3 separate regions of the Pan troglodytes genome follow, and regions 2 and 3 are each linked to region 1. The links are chromatin contacts, called in public Hi-C and HiChIP or PLAC-seq maps. All regions are on one chromosome and are shown on one strand. Each heading gives the region's core, a stretch centred on a gene start, on an enhancer-like site or on the middle of the called end of the contact. The rest is flanking DNA. Distances are from core to core; before and after follow the strand shown. Region 1 holds the start of RRAGC (Ras related GTP binding C). Region 2 holds the start of AKIRIN1 (akirin 1). Region 3 has its middle 25 kb from the start of MACF1.

Region 1 (3,605 bases), core at 56-2,555:
ACAAAGGTTTACCACAGTGGAGTTGGCTGCCTTTCGAGATGGTGAGCTCTTTTACCTTCGAACTATTTAAGTGCATTCTGCACGTCTATTAGACACTATAGAGTTGGTTCGTTTTAGGTGAGAGGTTGGGCTAGATGACCTCTAAGGGTGTATCCTACCTCTAACTTCTGGGTTCAGACAAAACCAAAGTCCCAGACCTGCCCGCATGTGCGAATTTTTCCTTCATAATCAAGAAGTCAGTCTCCTTGGAGGGCTGGGAGCACCCCCACTCCTGTACTTTAAAAAGTGTATAGGGCTGTGCTTTTAAGAGGATCCTCTTCTCAAACTTCCAGTTCTAGAGCCTGATTGTCAAAGATAAAAATTCCTCTAGATTTCTCGGACATATTTGGTGACAAGCATTTGCTTTTGTTTGCTTTCATTATTCAATACTTTGGTCTCTAATCTGAACGAGGTCATAGAAGAGGCAGTGTTCTATGGGGGATGGAATTCCTAGAGTAGACTTTGACAAGGCGGGAAGGAGGGCAAATTGAGTCCCGTTGGGTTTGAAGTGGCAGCAGTATCCACTATCGGCGACTTACTGAAGAAAGAAGATAAGATGTTCTAGCTTGGCTGCATCTGCTTTCCCATCAGAGTCCAGCTACCTGCTAGAACAAACTATCACGGTGACCCATGACTCTGCCTTGGTTGAGGTTTGCCCTCAGTGTGGCTGGCTCCCCCATACCTTTGCACATCCCAATCTATCCATCCACCTAGATCTGCTCAGACGCTTTCTCATTCAACTCCCGAGCATTATTTATCCGTGACCTTCCCACATAATATTTCGTAGCGAGGTTACTTACGCAGAGGTCCGATCTCTCTGTTCATCTTCAAGCAACCTGAAGGCAGGCAGGGTCTGAGTCGGATCCAGTTCTGTGCCCCTTGGTAGGCACCCAGGACACTGCAGGCATCAATAAATATCGGTTGGGCAAGTACAGTTGCAGGATGAGGACAATCAATTCTTCCTCAAATGCCGGGAGAGCATCTCCATAGCGGTGCTCTGGGAGCCCGGAAGAAGGCAGGGGAGCGGTGCAGACAGCGTTGTATGCGGGCCGGGGCGGAGGGCTGAGGGCCCGAGCCCGGGCTAGAGGCGCGGCCGGGCCGCCCTCCTCGTGACTCCTCCTCCCCCCTCCGCGGCTCTGAGTCAGGTGATTCCGGCACGTGACGGGACACCACCTACCCTGCTGCTCTCGAGTAGCAGCTCGGGCGGCCAATAAACGGCTGGGCTTCGGCTCGGGGCCTATGAGAGCCGGGCTCTGGGGGGCGGGCCGGACTGTGGCGGCTGCCGGGGGCGGTGGCGGTGGTGGCGGCGGCGGCGGAGGCGGACTGGGGAGGCGGCGGCCTGGCTCGGCCTGGCCTGGCCTGTCAGGGCGCGGGCGGCGGCGGCTCCAGCACCATGTCCCTGCAGTACGGGGCGGAGGAGACGCCCCTCGCCGGCAGTTACGGCGCGGCCGATTCGTTTCCAAAGGACTTCGGCTACGGCGTGGAGGAGGAGGAAGAGGAGGCGGCGGCGGCGGGCGGCGGGGTTGGGGCAGGGGCAGGCGGTGGCTGTGGTCCGGGGGGCGCTGACAGCTCCAAGCCGAGGATTCTGCTCATGGGACTCCGGCGCAGCGGCAAGTCCTCCATCCAGAAGGTGAGCAGGGCTGCGCCCGGTCCCCCGCCCCCTCCCCGGGGCTCAGGTGGCCGGTAGCGGGGACGCCCGGGAGGGCGGCGGCCGGGGCCCGCCTGCGCTCCGTCCCTCCGCACTTTCTCTTCCACTCTTGCGAGCGCACAGGCGCGGCCCGCGCGGGGACCCCGACCTCTGTGTCCACGCCCAAGTCAGCTGAGGCCAAGTGGAGCGCTGAAGGCGAAACTGGTTGCAGGGAGGCAGGTGCCCGGTGGCACCGCCCAAGACCTCCGCCCCCTGGGACCCAGCTCCTGTGTCATTTACGAAACTGAGACGTACTCTCCAGTTCTCACTTGGAGAACTTCGTTGACTCCCTCCCCTGGCCCGTTTTGATTTGTTCTCACTTCAGGTGACCTGAGTGTGTCGGGATTCCCAGCAGAGCCCCAGGGAGCAGCGTCAGGAAGAGTTGTGACTAAGACACTGGGCGTTGTAATTCTCGCTACTGATGTGAAGGAGACTTCGCTGTAGCATTACTGGGAATTGGGTAGTGAGATTGCACCCATTTCAGTAGTTGTGGCCTGGTGAATGTAATTACTGGTGCTGTTCCCCCTGTAGGGGTGTGTTTTTAAAAATCTGAGACTTTGAGAATATTTTGCAGACCTAGTCTGTTTGTTTTCACTTTTGGGCCTTCATGAACAAATGGAGGGCTGTACACGTTTGTTTGTTTATGTTTTTGAGACGGAGTCTCTCGCTCTGTCACCCAGGCTGGAGAATGCAGTGGTGCAATCTCGGCTCACTGCAACCTCCACCTCCCTGGTTCAAGCAATTCTCCCGCCTCAGCCTCCCGAATAGCTGGGATTACAGGCGCGCGCCACCACGCCCGGCTAATTATTGTATTTTTAGTAGAGACGGGGTTTCACCATGTTGGCCAGGGTCATCTCGAACTGCTGACCTTAAGTGATCGTCCGCCTGGGCCTCCCAAAGTGCTGGGATTACAGGCGTGAGTCACCACGCTGGCCTACACTGTTTAGTAAGGGTTAAATAGAGGCAAGGTTGACTTCCTCCATCAGCCAAACCCATTATACGCGGAGTGAGCTGGTAATAAAACTAGTATCAGCAGGCACCTGGTCTTTTCACCTCTCCACTCTGTTGCAAAGGCCTATCCAAAATAAATCTTGATTTTTTTTTTCTTTCTGGATCTGTGATATTTTGTAGATGGGATCTTTTTAAAAAGCAGCGTTCTTCCAGATTTGCTGGAGTACTGTGTTTTATTTACCTTGATTTTCACCTCTACAGCAAAACTTGGGTACGTTGAGTGTAGGTTTTTAGTAAACTAATTTCAGTTATTCACATTTGTTACTGAGAAAACCTTGAGAGTAATTGTTCACTTTTCTCTTCTAGAAAGTAAGAGGCAAAGTAGTTTTATGTTAGAACTGTGTAGGTTGTGATTATTGTGATCCTTTTTTTTTTTTTTTTTTTGTTAATGGAGTCTTGCTCATCGCCCAGACTGGAGGGCAGTGGTGTGATCTTCACTCACTGCAGCCTCCACCTCCTGGGTTCAAGTGATTCTCCTGCCTCAGCTTCCCAAGTAGCTGGGACTACAGGCGTGCACCACCACGCCCGACTAATTTTGGTATTTTTAGTGGGGATGGGGTTTCACCATATTGGTCAGGCTGGTCTCGAACTCCTGACCTCAAGTGATCCGCCCGCCTCGGCCACCTAAAGTGCTGGGATTGAAGGCGTGAGCCACCGCACCCGGGCCGATTATTGTGACTCTTAACAATTGCCTTTACGTTTCTTTTCTCATGAGAGCTATCTTTTCCCTGTCAGTCCCCGTGGCCTCCCCCTGGACGTTTTCACTTTCTACTTGGTATAGTCACTGCCCTTCTTAGACTGCAAAGTCAATGAGGGCAGAGTCCAGTCTGTTTCACTTTTTAAATTACTCCTCAGAGCCTGAGGTAGG
Region 2 (3,887 bases), core at 626-3,125, 140 kb before region 1:
AAACATCACTGCAAGTGGCCATCTATGGCGCCTGTCTTTGAGGGTTCTTTAAAATGGACTTTTGCAAACATTATCTCATCCTGTACATAAGGTTATACAACATTGAATGGCCGGGGAATTTAAGTAGAACAGCGTTTTTTATGGGCAGGTTAGTCAGCTAATGGATAAGAGACTTGAAATTACTCTTTTGGGATTAGCAAATAGAAGGGAAAAACATGATAAGGGCACAGAGCGGTGGGTCTGGGGGAAAGAGCAGAGGCACAGTTTGAAAAAAATGTGTAAGAGACTGACTAGGTAAGATATGGTCACAGTTCATAAGTCCTTTGAATTCTAGGATTAAAAAGGTGAACTCGAGTTAAGGATATGAAGTCTGGGACAGCTTTAGCTGGGTGTAGGAATCTTGGTGTGAGGATGAGGGCCTGCAATTTGCATTGTGGATCGATATGCAGAGGAAGGAGGAAATGAAACCTGAAGGCACTGCTACTGAAAAGGGGTGGAAAGGATGATTTTACGGTGAGCCTAAGGTTTTGCTTAAGCTTGAGGAATAGAAAAACACACAAAGAAACGACTTGCCCAAATCCATTATTGAGACGCCCCCCTCATTTCCGGAAGTCCTTTAAAATCGCAGAATATTAATGCTGAAGCACCCTCCCCTCTACTCCTGCGCTATGAGGTGTCTACTGTAACGCCAGTCCTTTTCCTTGGACAAAGTGGAACGCCTTACTGAAGGAGAGTCCCTGTTAAGGACAGTTACATTCTTAGTTCTGTAGAACCTCCGTATGTCGTAGGATTCTCAAATTCTAGCTAATGATCTACCGATTTCAAGCCATATATGGTACGAGGCAATAGCCATATAATAAAAGAACGTGGCCAGTCCCTTAGAAATGATCAGGTTGAAATCGGATTCCGTGACTCTTGCGGCGGCCTCTGGGTTCCTAAAGACTTCTGGAAATCATGTCTCCCTACAGCGCTAAACAGCACGCACTCGCGCCCCTTCCCGGTAACCCGCCCCCATCCCACCCCCGCCCTCCAGGCCAGGTTCGTGAGTAGAATCCAATTTTCCATGGCCCACTGGATCTGCAGGGTGGCTCGGTGCAGACCCGGCCAGCGGAGGAAGGAGGGGCTTCAGCGACAGGGAGGGCCCGGAGCTGCCAGAGGTATTCCCATCTTCCTCTTGGTGTCCACCCCTCCAGGCTCTCCTCCCCCAGGAAAACCTAAAACCGACCCTGTGGCCCCATTACCCCTCCCGGATGCCTCCCATCCCCGGAAGCAACCAGGCCCAGCGGCATCCCAGTTCCCTTTTCTCAAGGCAAAGAAGGGGTCCCTGGGTAAACTGGCCTGGTATTCCCAACCCTCCCCCACCCCCCCCCCCAAAAATGCCTGGGCCTGGCTTCCTGCCAAGCCCAGAGCAGGGCAGGTTACCCGGAGTTGGAAGGCGCCGCTCGCTGCCGGGCGGGGCGGGCTGCTGCAGACTCTGCGGTGGGGTCTGCGTCTGAAACGGCGGCGGCGGCTCGGCGTCCGGGGGCCTGAGGCCCGGAGTGGGGCCGGGCAGAGGGGCGCAGCGCCGCCGCTTCGGGGAGCCGGGGCTCAGCAGCGCCGCCTCGAACTCCATGGGCCGCTTCAGCGTCGCCCCGCACGCCATGCCGCTGAGGGGCCAGGGACCGGGAGCGGACGCGGCGGTAACTGCGGCCCAAGAGACTCCTCAGCCGGGCTCGCCAGCCAAGCCGGCTCCAATGGCGCCTCCAGCACCCGGCAGCGGCGCTGGCCCCGCCTTCTGTGACGTCACGGGCGCACACCATCGCCCGGCAGAGGGGGGCAGGCCGGAAGAGGGTGGCTCTGCGAGGCTGGTCAGCGCCGGCCCGGCCCGGGGCGCCCCCTGCTGAAGAAATGGAACGGTCTGGGCGGAGAGCGTGGTCACCAAGCAACACCGGGAAGGCCCCCACCCCCACCCCCGCCCCTCCCAGGGTCCCATCCCCCCCCGCTTTGGGGCTGTCGCGCCCGGGTGGCCCCTAAGGTTTTCGCACCTGCGCTGCGCGGGCGTGGGGGAGGGGAGAGCTTGAAGGGGCCTGGTGAGGGGCCATGGGGGTCCGGTGACTCCAAAAACCTCCTTCTAGGCCGCTCTTGTCCCCATGATAAAAGGGTGATTGTTAAAGGTCATCAAGGGCATTCCGCTGAGCCCTGGGAAGTCTGCACTTAAACAGAAGCGAGTACTGGAGGATGGGCTTTAGCAAGTCCATGAACCCCATGAAATTATTTGCAGATTTGTGGGGTGGGAGCGAGGGTGGGGGTGTTTGTGGGAGTATTTTTGAGATAGCTGACCCATACCTTAAGCAGCTCATCAAAGGGATATGTTACTTTAAAAAGTTGAGAACCTACCAAAAGCACCCACTGGCTTAAACCGTCTAAGAATGGCTTCAGAGTGTTAAGAACTTCAGCTGGTAGCTGATTTGCCATTCTTCCCATCTGACTTGGCAGCTCAGGTTCTTCCTCATCTTTCTGAACTCTTTACAGCAATACCAGCTGTAAAGTGCTTTTGATATTGTGGAAAAATAAATAGATAACAGGGGGGTTCTGCTTTCTGAAACTCTGCGCGTCTGTATTTTTCTGGGGAGCAGTTCCGGTGTTTTCAACATATCATCAAAGGAATCTGATCCAAAGAAAGGATAAAGCCTTTCTGTACCTTCTCATATATACTGAATAATGACCATGACTCCTGGGATTTGTCTTCAACATATCTCCAGGATTTTTCAGGACAGTCCGAATTACAGATATTCACTTCTATTAGCCCATATGCTACATCATTGTGCCACAATATTTGAGTTGGAGAATATGGGCATACTACCCCAGTCCCCATTCATTGTTCTTTTTCTATTGCTTTTCTCTGGATCCTCTTCAGTTACTACAAATTCTTTTTTTTTTTTTTCCTGCTCCTTGTGGAACAGGGCTACCCCATAGGCATGCAGTATGCCCGGAGTAACCTCTACAAATTCTTTAAATATCATAACATAAGACATGTATCTTTGCATTTATCTTTGTAAAATTGCAGAAATAATTCTAAAATCAGCATACCAAATGTTAATTTTATCTCCTCTCTTGTCCATAAGAGCATAAAGGGTCTTTACAATAGGCTAGAAAACTAGAAATAGAAAATTAGGGCCAGAGAAAAAGGAGATCACAATTATCATGGGGTTAAACAAGACTGTAACTGAATTTGAAATGTAGTTATCGGCTGGGTGCGGTGGCTCACGCCTGTAATCCCAGCACTTTGGAGGCCGAGGCAGGTGGATCACTTGAAGCTAGGAGTTCAAGACCAGCTTGGCCAACATGGTAAAACGCTGTCTCTACTAAAAATACGAAAACTAGCCAGGCGTGGTGATGCACACTTGTAATCCCAGCCACTGGAGAGTTTGAGGTGGGAGAATTGCTTGGACTCGCCACCTTGAGATTGTGCCACTGTACTCCAGCCTGGGAGACAGAGTGAGACCCTGTCTCAAAAAAAAAAAAAGAAAGAAATGTAGTTCTGAGCTTCCTGGATGCTAGGGTAAAAATGAAAACACAGTACATATTGAATAGATTTTGTCATCTGAAAGGAATGAATTAATCATAGGAGACATCATAGATTTTTTTTCCCTGTATAACCAAATTCTAAAGGTAGTTTCTCATGTGATTTTATTAGGAAACAGTGAATGATTTAATAAAGTAATCAGGAAGATTTTAACAATAAATGCTAAAGCAAAATTCACATGGATACTTTTTGTTATGTCTAATGAAAGCCAAGGACATAAAAAGCAATCTAGTGATGGTTTTTTTGTTTGTTTGTTTTGAGAAAGAGTTTTGCTCTGTTGTCCAGGCTGAAGTGCAGTGGCTTAATTTCAGCTGACTGCAAC
Region 3 (3,612 bases), core at 65-2,564, 240 kb before region 1:
CATAGGCCCAGAATTCAAAGAGATAACAAAAGAAACATAAAAATGGTGTAGGAGGCCTGTAGGCAGCCTCGGGCAGCAGAGCCTCCCTGCCAGGGCACCCCTTGTGCCAGCAGCATGTGATCCCTCTTCCCAAAGAACATCTAGAAGGGATCTAGCCACAGGAAGCAGAAAGGAAAGGACCCAGGTCCTGGCACAGCTTTGCCCTTTATCTTAGCACTTACCCCTCCTCCCATTACCTTCTAGTGCCAGGGCAGGTGCTGAAGTGACAGCCTCAACCTCTGGGAAACTTAGGCCAAGCTTCCATCCCTACCCTCAGCTCGGGGGCAGGAAAAATGCCCCTCCTCTCAGACCACCTGCTTCATCCCAGAACCGCCCATTCCTCTCCAAGACGCCCATTTCACTACAAAGGCCGGCTCTCCCAAGGCCTCCTCCCGGAGAAAGCGTCCCTTCTGGGCTCTACCCCGTCAATCTCCGGCCCCTCACAAACACTTGTTTGACCTCCGGGCTCCCGCCCGACCCTCGGCCACCTGGGTCATTCCATCAATCCCCGAGATTCACAGGAGTGCCCGCCCAAGCCCCAGCCCACCCCCCTAGGCCGCAGGCCGGTCGGCGACAGGCACCTCACCAGGTGCTCTCACCCCCTGCAACCCTCCCCACCTGGCCCCCACCCGTTTCCCCACGGTGGAGGAGGGGCGCGCCCGCGAGCCTGGGGCGGCGCGGGTGGGTCCGCGCGCCCGCCAAGCGTGGCTGACAAAGAGCGGGGACGCGCGACCGAGGACCGACAGGGCGCTGGGGCCAGCGGCCGAGCCCTGGGGCCGGGAAGCGACCTTCCCCGCCCAGCCCTGCCCGCTCCCTAAGGTCCGGCGCCCGGCCCCTGCAGGGCTCCGTGTCCCATTTTCCCGGGGAACACGCCTCCCTTCCACCCTGGCAGCGCCCGCAGAGGGGAAACCCCATCTCCGCGTCTTCGCCGCTCCCCGGCGCCGGCCGCGGGGGCTGCAGGTGCGAGGCCCGCACTGCCGCTGTGCCCGCGCCTGTCAAGCCGCCTGTCCGCGGCCGCCGGCTGCCGGGAGCTGGGGCGCGGCCGCCGGGGGCGATCAATCACCGCTCCCCAGCCGCCGCTGCGCATCCCGCGCAGCGGGCAGGGCGCCTGCATCCAACCCCGCGCCCCGCGCCTTACCCTGGGAGCCGAAGGAGGAAGAAGACGGGCCCGTGGCGGCAGCGAAGGCGGCGGCGGCCGGGCGCGCCCCAGGCTGGAGCGCAGTCGAGGGGAGCGTGGCGGAGCCGAGGGGAGCGGCTCCCACAATGGCCGAGCTCGCGGCGCCGAGCCCCCCGCCCCCCGCGCCCTAGCGGCAGCGGCTGAAGCAGAACCGGCGCAGCCGCCCAACCCGCTCCCCCACTCCCAGCGCCGACGCCGCCCCCCGCCCCCCGATGCGCGCTCCCCCCGCCCTGCACCCCACCCCTGCGCTTCCGCCCGCCCCGCGCGCCCCTGCCAGTCCGTCGCCCGGCGCCCCCTCCTCACTGACCCCGCGTCCTCTGGCCGCCCCCAGGCCCTCCCTCGGTCCCTCCCCTCTGCAGCTCCTCCCTAGTGGCCTCCGGTGTCCCCCGCAGGCCAACCACACCCCCAAATTCTCCGCCCTCTGCTCCGCGACCTCTCCGCCCCGGCCCCGCGGCCGCTAGCTGACCCTGGGCCAGCTCAGCCGACCCGCCCCCTTGGAGCTCCTCACCGCCCCCCAGTCGCTCTCTCAGGCTGCCGGGCTGTCCTTCCCGGCCCCTGGTTCTCAAACCACCCTTTTCCATGCCCACCCCTCTTTCGCCCGTTTCCCTTAAACCCACATTCCGTCCCCGCCCTTGGCGCTCTTGCTCCAGCTCTCGGAGAGCGTCCTGCAGATCCTGCGGGTCCTATAGGCCCACCTATCTGCTGGGCTTCTGGAACTGAATGAAGGAGGGACCCAAAGAAGGCCTCATCTTCCCCGCAGGGTAAAGAGCAGAAAAGAACCAGGCCCCAACGAGGGAACTCAGTCTCTTTAGACAGCGCTAGCCCCAAGTGGAGCCTTGGGAGATGCTTTATCCACCGAGGAAGCATTTATTGAGCTCCTTCTGCACACACGACCTAATGATGCACAAAACGAGGCAGGAGTCCCTTCTATCCTCTCCTAGGACAGATACGTGAATGTTTCCAGAGAAGTAATGTGTCTAAAGTCATTCCACTTAGTAACCTGCGTAGCAACAGCTACCATATGGGCGTGTCTCCTGGTGACTGTGCAAGGCGCTTTACCTGGATCATGCCAAATCCAGTCCTCACAACCCTGTTCATTCATTCATTCATTCATTCATTCATTCAACAAATACGTGCTGAACATCTACCCGGTGTCAGGCCCCATGCAGGGTACTGAAGATACAGTGTGAGCAAGATGCATTTCATCCCTGCCTGTTGACCATGGGCTCACAGCCCAGCAGGAAAGATGGATGCATCCCATGAGGCAGCATTATGATCTCTAATGTATAGATGTAGAACTGAGATGATATACTCAAAGTCATGTAGGGAGAAAGCGGATGGTCCCAGGACTGGACCCCTGTCTTCAGATTCACATTCTGTTCTTTTTCACCATAATGATTGCGAGAAAAAAAAAAATGTGTTGGAGCAATTTACAAAGGCCCTTGAGCTAAGGAATTTGGCTTAAATTGGCTGGGCATGGTGGCTCACACCTGTAATCCCAGCACTTTGGAAGGCCGAGGCTGGCGGATCACCTGAGGTCGGGAGTTCGAGATCAGCCTGACCAACATGGAGAAACCCTGTCTCTACTAAAAATACAAAAAAATTAGCCAGGCGTTGTGGCGCATGCCTGTAATCCCAGCTAGTCAGGAGGCTGAGGCAGGAGAATCACTTGAACCCGGGAGGCGAATGTTGTGATGAGCCGAGATTGTGCCATTGCACTCCAGCCTGGGCAACAAGAGTGAAAATTCCATCAAGAAAGAGAGGAAGGAAGGAAGGAAGGAAGGAAGGAAGGAAGGAAGGAAGGAAGGAAGGAAGGAAGGAAGGGAGGGAAAGAAATTTGACCTAAATTTAATTATTATAAGCAGCCAAGAAAGGTGTCAAAGTAACAGCAAAAGTAACCCAAGGACAGGTACCAGATGGGTGTGGATGGTTACGCTAGGAGGCTACTGTACTAGTCCCAGCCAAAGGTAATGAGGCTGTCAACTGGAGCAGGGATGATAGAGATGGGAAGGGATGTTTTCCACCCACTGAAACTTGCTAAGTTTCTGTGTTTGCAGGCACTGTTTCATATTAAGGGCAAGCAACCACCATTTACTAAACTCCTACTAAGTGCTAGGCAATGTCCTGGGCGTTTTGCGTATATTATCTCATTAAGTCTTCCCAAAAACCCTGTACAGTAGTTACCTTTATTATTCTCATTTTACAAATAAGGAAACAGAGACTTCAAGAGGTTAAATGACTTGCTGAAGCCCACAAAGCAAACTAGTGTTGGAGCTGGGGTTCTCATCCAAGCCTGTCTCCAAATCTCATGCTTTAACCACTGCTCTCTACTGTCTGAAGCCAAGGCAAAGAATCTAGGTCCTATGACTCGCCAAGGGTTCTTTTCCTTAGACCAC

Evidence for each region. A called contact is a pair of places that touch in the nucleus more often than the background predicts. HiChIP or PLAC-seq counts read pairs in DNA pulled down with a chosen protein or histone mark.
Region 2: a contact with region 1 is called in an H3K4me3 HiChIP or PLAC-seq map of stem cell-derived excitatory neurons, with 5 times the contacts expected there. The contact joins the promoter of AKIRIN1 here to the promoter of RRAGC in region 1. A contact is called at or near these places in 1 of 7 Hi-C or Micro-C datasets (stem cell-derived neural progenitor cells) and 1 of 1 datasets of contacts at active chromatin or transcription factors (stem cell-derived excitatory neurons).
Region 3: a Hi-C map of stem cell-derived neural progenitor cells shows a contact between it and region 1, with 5 times the contacts expected there. The contact joins the enhancer-like site here to the promoter of RRAGC in region 1. A contact is called at or near these places in 1 of 7 Hi-C or Micro-C datasets (stem cell-derived neural progenitor cells) and 1 of 1 datasets of contacts at active chromatin or transcription factors (stem cell-derived excitatory neurons).

The regions. Positions count from the first base shown.
Region 1 is chr1:192,131,749-192,135,353 of NHGRI_mPanTro3-v2.0_pri, forward strand. RRAGC (Ras related GTP binding C) reads left to right here and starts at 1,306. Exons shown (of 7, transcript XM_513334.7): 1 at 1,306-1,669. The coding sequence starts at 1,433.
Region 2 is chr1:191,992,959-191,996,845 of NHGRI_mPanTro3-v2.0_pri, forward strand. AKIRIN1 (akirin 1) reads right to left here and starts at 1,876. Exons shown (of 5, transcript XM_513337.5): 1 at 1,423-1,876. The coding sequence starts at 1,642.
Region 3 is chr1:191,890,862-191,894,473 of NHGRI_mPanTro3-v2.0_pri, forward strand. No RefSeq gene overlaps it. Among named protein-coding and RNA genes, the nearest start is that of MACF1, 25 kb to the left of the region's middle. Within about 2 kb of position 1,315, at least 10 of the 24 cell types and tissues checked have an H3K27ac peak or open chromatin away from gene starts, as enhancers often do. A contact at or near this core is called in stem cell-derived neural progenitor cells, where this site is marked.